Linked DNA regions of Bos taurus: region 2 is linked to region 1. A link is a contact called in public Hi-C data. All regions are on one chromosome and are shown on one strand. Each heading gives the region's core, a stretch centred on a gene start, on an enhancer-like site or on the middle of the called end of the contact. The rest is flanking DNA. Distances are from core to core; before and after follow the strand shown. Region 1 holds the start of TMED2 (transmembrane p24 trafficking protein 2). Region 2 holds the start of KMT5A (lysine methyltransferase 5A).

Evidence for each region. A called contact is a pair of places that touch in the nucleus more often than the background predicts.
Region 2: a Hi-C map of skeletal muscle shows a contact between it and region 1, with 6 times the contacts expected there. The contact joins the promoter of KMT5A here to the promoter of TMED2 in region 1. A contact is called at or near these places in 3 of 11 Hi-C or Micro-C datasets (liver, skeletal muscle and an unstated tissue).

What each region holds. Positions count from the first base shown.
Region 1 is chr17:52,089,955-52,093,216 of ARS-UCD2.0, reverse strand. It overlaps TMED2 (transmembrane p24 trafficking protein 2), which reads left to right and starts at 1,975. Exons shown (of 4, transcript NM_001159818.1): 1 at 1,975-2,154. The coding sequence starts at 1,975.
Region 2 is chr17:52,226,896-52,229,734 of ARS-UCD2.0, reverse strand. It overlaps KMT5A (lysine methyltransferase 5A), which reads left to right and starts at 1,548. Exons shown (of 8, transcript NM_001046330.1): 1 at 1,548-1,614. The coding sequence starts at 1,605.

The DNA of each region.
Region 1 (3,262 bases), core at 726-3,225:
TAGCCAGGAAACTTCCATCATCACCCTAATTGTACCTATTTCTTGACACCTGCCCAGGAAACTGGATATTGGGCCACTACTGCCCCCTATTGCCTGTTAGTCTTTGAAGAAATAATTCCCCAAACATGCCCAGCGCATAGCATCATCTGATTTTCATTGATGACTTTACCAGATGAGCAAAGAGTGTGGTGTCATATTTTTTACAGACAGGGAAATTAAGGTTCAGAGAGGTGATGGAACATAAATAAGGTCACACAGCTATGTGCAAAGCTGGAGTAACAACCCAGATCTCCTCACGCTCAGGCCAGTTCAGTGAACTTGCTATGTCAACTACCATGTCATGGGTGAGGTTTTTTGGTGGGGCTTCCCTGGTGGCTCAGAGGGTAACGCGTCTGCCTGCAATGCAGGAGACCTGGGTTCAATCGCTGGGTCAGGAAGAACCCCTGGCGAAGTAAATGGCACCCCATTCCAGTACTCTTGCCTGGAAAATCCCATGGACAAAAATCCCATGGACAGAGAAGCCTGGTAGACTACAGTCCACGGGATCGCAAAGAGTCAGTCACAGCTGAGCGACTTCACTTTCTTTATGGTAGGGCCTGAGAGCACAGCACACAAGCACAGGTATGCCAAGACTAGTGCCTCGGGAGTGACAGACTGGTGAATGACTGTAACTCTAAGCACAGAGGAAGGGGCTAGTATTGTGCAGGAGGAAGTCTAGAGCTGACATTTGAGGTGGGTTTTGAGGGATGTGTAGGAGTACCTCAGGAGGCAAAGGGTGGGGGGAAAATTGTCTTAGTAGCTGGCAATATTTAAGGGGCTGCAGGGTGTCAGCAAGACTTTTGGGGAGGTGAGAGACTTCTAATTTAGGAGGATGTGGAGAAGGCAATGGCACCCCACTCCAGTACTCTTGCCTGGAGAATCCCATGGACGGAGGAGCCTGGTAGGCTGCAGTCCATGGGGTCGCTAAGAGTCGGACACGACTGAGCGACTTCACTTTCACTTTTCACTTTCATGCATTGGAGAAGGAAATGGCAACCCACTCTGGTGTTCTTGCCTGGAGAATCCCAGGAACTGCAGAGCCTAGTGGGCTGCCGTCTATGGGGTCGCACAGAGTCGGACACGACTGAAGCGACTTAGCAGCAGCAGCAGCCAAGGTAAAATTTTTTTGTGTGTATGTGGTTGTATTATAGACATACAGTAAAGCAAAAAATATGGAGCACTACTCAAGTATATAGCTTGAGCTTTTAAAAAAAGCATATGTAAACACTCGTGTATCCATCATTTAGTGACGATATGATATAATATTTCCAATATCGCAGAAGTTTCCCTCGTTCCCCTTCCCAATCTATACGCACCCCCGTCTTTTCCCCGGTTTTTTTTGAACATAAAAGTTCAAACCCTTTGGCTTCAGCCCCATCTCCTCCTTATATTCCTATTGCTACCTCCAAATCTTCCGCTGTCTTTATGGATAATCCTAAGAGTGTCTCGCATGAGGCAGAGGAGGTTTCTTGATATTATCGCTTTCTGTTGGAGAAGGAAATGGCAACTCACTCCAGTATTCTTGCCTGGAGAATCCCAGGGACAGAGGAGCCTAGTGGGCTGCGGTCTATGGGGTCGCACAGAGTCGGACACGACTGAAGCGACTTAGTAGCAGCAGCAGCAGCATGGCCCACGGAAATTTAGGCAGTACGTGAATGGAAGTAGTGACGGAGACGATGGTTTCTGGTCCTTCTGAGCCACCGTCCAGGCTCGAGACACGCGGAGTAGTCTTGTCCCTCGGCGGCCGCCGTGCGTCCGTTACGTGGCAGCTACGGGCTCCCGCCAATCCGCGGCGCCCGCATCAGCCCCCTAGGGTGGCGCAGCCGGAAGGGGCGGAGCTGAGGCGGCGGCGGCTGAGAAGGCAGCGGTGGCGGCAGCGACGACGGCGGCTCTGGAGGCCGCAGTCCCGGTCCTGGCTTCGGCCCCAGCCCCACCATGGTGACGCTTGCTGAGCTGCTGGTGCTCCTGGCCGCCCTCCTGGCCACGGCCTCGGGCTACTTCGTCAGCATTGACGCGCATGCAGAGGAGTGCTTCTTCGAGCGGGTCACCTCGGGCACCAAGATGGGCCTCATCTTTGAGGTGGCCGAGGGCGGCTTCCTGGACATCGACGTGGAGGTGCGGGCGCGCTGCCCGAGGCGGGGGCCCGCGGCCGCTCGGGGGTTGGCGGCGCCCGGGGCCCGCGCGGGGCCAGCGTGGAGAGCGGGACCCGGAGGCAGCTATCCGAGTCCTGGGAGGGGCCCGGGCCGCCACCCGGCGACCCCCTAACGTCCCTTTCCCTCGCACCCGCCCGGTTTCCGAGCTCTGCTCGGGAGATGGAACCGTTGCTTGGCTGCTTTGGATTCTCAGCTTGAACGGCTGGTTCCCCTTGGAACCTCTCGCCGAGCTTTGTCTACCAGGCGCCGCGTGTCATCTCCGGGCCCAGGAGGCGCTACACAGTCTTGTTTAGCTGATGGCAGGTTTCGATCCGGGCAGCAGCTGCTTCCCTTCCTAGCGCGAATTAAAGTTGGGACGTGGCATGGAAACTTCTGAAAAAGTAAATCGGAAGCTGTTGAGGAATGCTAGGTAGACGTTCGTGTTGTGTTTGCCTTTATTTTTCGTAGAAACGACCCGAGTTAACCCGTTCTTACGCAGGCCTTCGGATACCTCGTTTAGTCATCTCTGATTAAGAGAGTGGAGTTGGGTTATGCGTTTTAGAAGTGATTGCAGTGAAAGTATCTGTGGAGAAAACGGAAAATCGTTTTAAGAAACCAGCAGTCCCTAAATTTTGTCCTATATCATTTTCTTTAAGCCAAAAAAAATTACTCGCTTCTAACTTTTTTAAGGAAACCAGGTGGAATGAATATTTAAACCTACCGGTTAGCATGGTTAATTGTCTCTATGGGTTTTTCCATCTAACAGTTAACGTCAGCAGAGTTACACAAACAAGTGAAGTTCAGAAATAAGGGGATAATGGAGGTAATAACTGTTAAAATTAGCTAAGCTCTTAAGAGACAGGTCTTTCAGTCTGCAGGTGGCACGGGCTTCATAAGAGGAACTGCTTGAGCAAGGTCTAACGACTGATTTCGAGCACACTGGGATGAGAACATGGGTCTCTGAATTTCCAGGCTAGTCTTTTTCCTTAAGTCTTCAGGCATATAAGATAAAGCAGATTCCTTTACCAGTAAGCAGTAATCAGTCAGGAAAAACCTCGATGTGTAGGCTTACTCAAAGTTCTTAGTTTTAA
Region 2 (2,839 bases), core at 299-2,798, 140 kb before region 1:
ATAGAAGCAGCCATCTCCCCACACACGCTCTGTAAAATTCCCTATTTTCATTTTACCCACAGCATTAATCACTATTCAGTATTATCTTTAAATTTGTTTAAATTTTTTTTGGCTGCTCCCCATGGCATTTGGGATCTTAGTTCCCTGACCACGGATCAAACCTGTGCCCCCTGCATTGGAAGTGAAAATCTAAACCACTGGATTGCCAGAGAAGCCCCTTAATACTACCTTTAAAAAGTGGTTTCTTATTTCTTTCCTAAAAAATTTAGGCATCTGTCTTATTTGCCACTGCGTCCTTGGGGAATCGGACAGAGCCAATAAACAGCTCAATAAATGTTGAATTAATGCATTTTAGTGAAAGTAAAAACCTCTGTATATCTATGGAAGCTGGAAGGAATCTGGCAGATCACAGATGACTCCATCATTTGACAGCTGGATAAGCTGAGGACCAGAGAGCTGAAATGATATACCAAAAAGCACAGTGAGTGACAAGTGTTGCTTCCTACTTTCCCCAGTGCTTTCACATATATCACCTTGTTTTGCTCTTCTACTTTCCTGGTGCAAATGATAGGGTCCTTGGGCAATGGTGGGGATTCCAAAATCATCTCGGGAACCAAAGAGAGAGAATGGACCTCTGCTCCTATCTCCAGGAAGGATCCCCAGCGAAGAGCTGTAACTGAACACCTCATCTGTGTTCAAAGCAAAGAATACCTAGGATACCTGTGCTTCTCAGGGACTTAACCGACCGAGGCTCCTCTGGGTGGGGAAAGGCGCAGGCTTGTTTCCCTGGGGTGAGGGAAGCCCTCTAGTGGACTAGGACTCAAAAGACTGATCCAGGACCCAGAAATAAACTGTTCCGTGACGTTGGGCAGCAAGTGAGTTACCTGTTCCTTCTGATCCTCTGTTTCCCCATCTGTAAAACAGTTGGGGTATGTTGGGCTAGGATCGCCCTGGTTCGGGGAGGCTGATTCAAGTCAGTTTAAGAACTCTGCCCGCGGGTTTTGTATACTGGAAGAATAGACTCCATAAACCTTGCAAGGTAGGAATGAATGGATTAAACTGCTGAAAAGGTAAAGGTGGTTCGGATGTTAAACTGCTGGGGGCTAAGCTTCCCATAAGGGGGGGTCGAGGGGTCAAAGGTCGGGTTCCGGTCAAACCCGAGAAAAACCGGAAGTCCCCTGTGGTTCTACACCGAGCCGGGGCCGCCAGCCGCGTGACTAAATCTCCCCGGGGCGGAGCTTCAGCACCGCCAGAGGGAGGAGTTTGGAGCCCCCCAATGGCAGGGCAGCTCCCCTTCCAGCACAGCCAATCAACGCGGAGAGACGGTAAAATTTAAACCCCCTCCCTCCTCCTCCGCTGAGACCTGTTCCGAAAGCGTTTGTAGAAAGTGCGGACGCTCGCCCCGCCCCCGCTGGGGAGGCGGGGAAAAGGGCGGGCTTTCCCTCCAGAGTTTGCCTATCACGGCGGGCAGCCTGAGAAGAGACGGGCAGCGGCGCCAATCAGGGCAGCAGCCGGGACCCGGCGGAGCAGTTGGCTACAGTTGTTGCAACTTTTTTCGAAAGCTGCGTTTCCCGGGAGATCCTAGGCGGTGACAGAGCAGGGTCATGGCTAGAGGTATTGGCCCCGGTGGCCAGCGCCGGGGCTGCTGGGTTGGGGGGTCGCGCTGCAGGCGACACCGAAGTGACGGGAGCGGCGGGAAGGCGCTGTCCCGCCGGCTGCTCGGAAGGCGCGCGGGGACTAGTAGGGTTGCGGGGGGAGGGGCTGCGGAACCTTTCTCACCTCTTCCCCACCCTCGCTCCAGAAGCCCCCAGAAACCCCTCCCACTCCCGTGCTTCGGTTTCCCCTTTTTAAAGAGTGGACACTTGGTGACCTGCCTCTCGAGAGGCAGCGGGGCCATATGTCAAAGATGTTTGGAAACTAAAGCGACTAGCGCCTCAAGGGAATGGTTGTCATTGATACAAATGATGGGGAGGGCGAGGCTTCGCTTGCTTTGCGGCTCTCTCTGGTTTGGAAAGGAGGTGATCCCGAGGCGAGGGCATAGATCGGTACCCTACTTGGTGGGGAGCGCGACCGAGTGGACACCGCGGCAGGCGCTTTCCTTTCCCTCTCCACTCTCTGAGTCAGCTCTGCGCCGCCGGGGCGGGGACGGGCCCCGCTGGCCCACTTGGGGGGGGAAACAGGTCCCCTGGCACCTCCCGGCGCGGCCCTTCGCGCCGCAGCTGATCAGGGCTCCTGCCCACGGGAGATGGCTTGGGTGGGGTTATGCTGCCGCGAGGGAGTCGATGTCTCTGCCTGAAGTTCTTCGCACAGTTAGTTTGCTGTCAGGACAGACCCACGTTATGCGGCAAAGTGATCGCTAACCGCTTGGTCGTTTCCAGCCGCTGTGTCTCCATGCAAAAACTTGAGCGTGACGGTTCACTTGAATTATTATGTAAAAGAAATAAGTCGAGGTTTTATATTTTTCTCAAAATTCCTGGGGTATTACACGTTAGTAGGAATTTGCCTTAATGCAGTATGCAGACAGGTCTTTACCGTATTAGCCACTAGGGAAGCCCAGGCTCCCCATGGCGATCATAATGAACAAAATAAGGATTCATTCAGCAGATATTTATTGGGCTTCTTTGTTTTCAGCCCCTGCACCCAGTTGCATCATTTATTCTCGTAGCATCCCTTTAGGGTCTTTGGGAACAAGACTTAGCTAGATTTTGATTAAGAAATAAGGCATAGTGAACTTCAAGTTAAAGAGCTTCATAATCTAGTCCACAGAGAAAAGTAAGATGCCTCAAATATTCTTCTTCAGGAAAGTGTTAAGCATCTAAAAGTATATTTAATAATATCT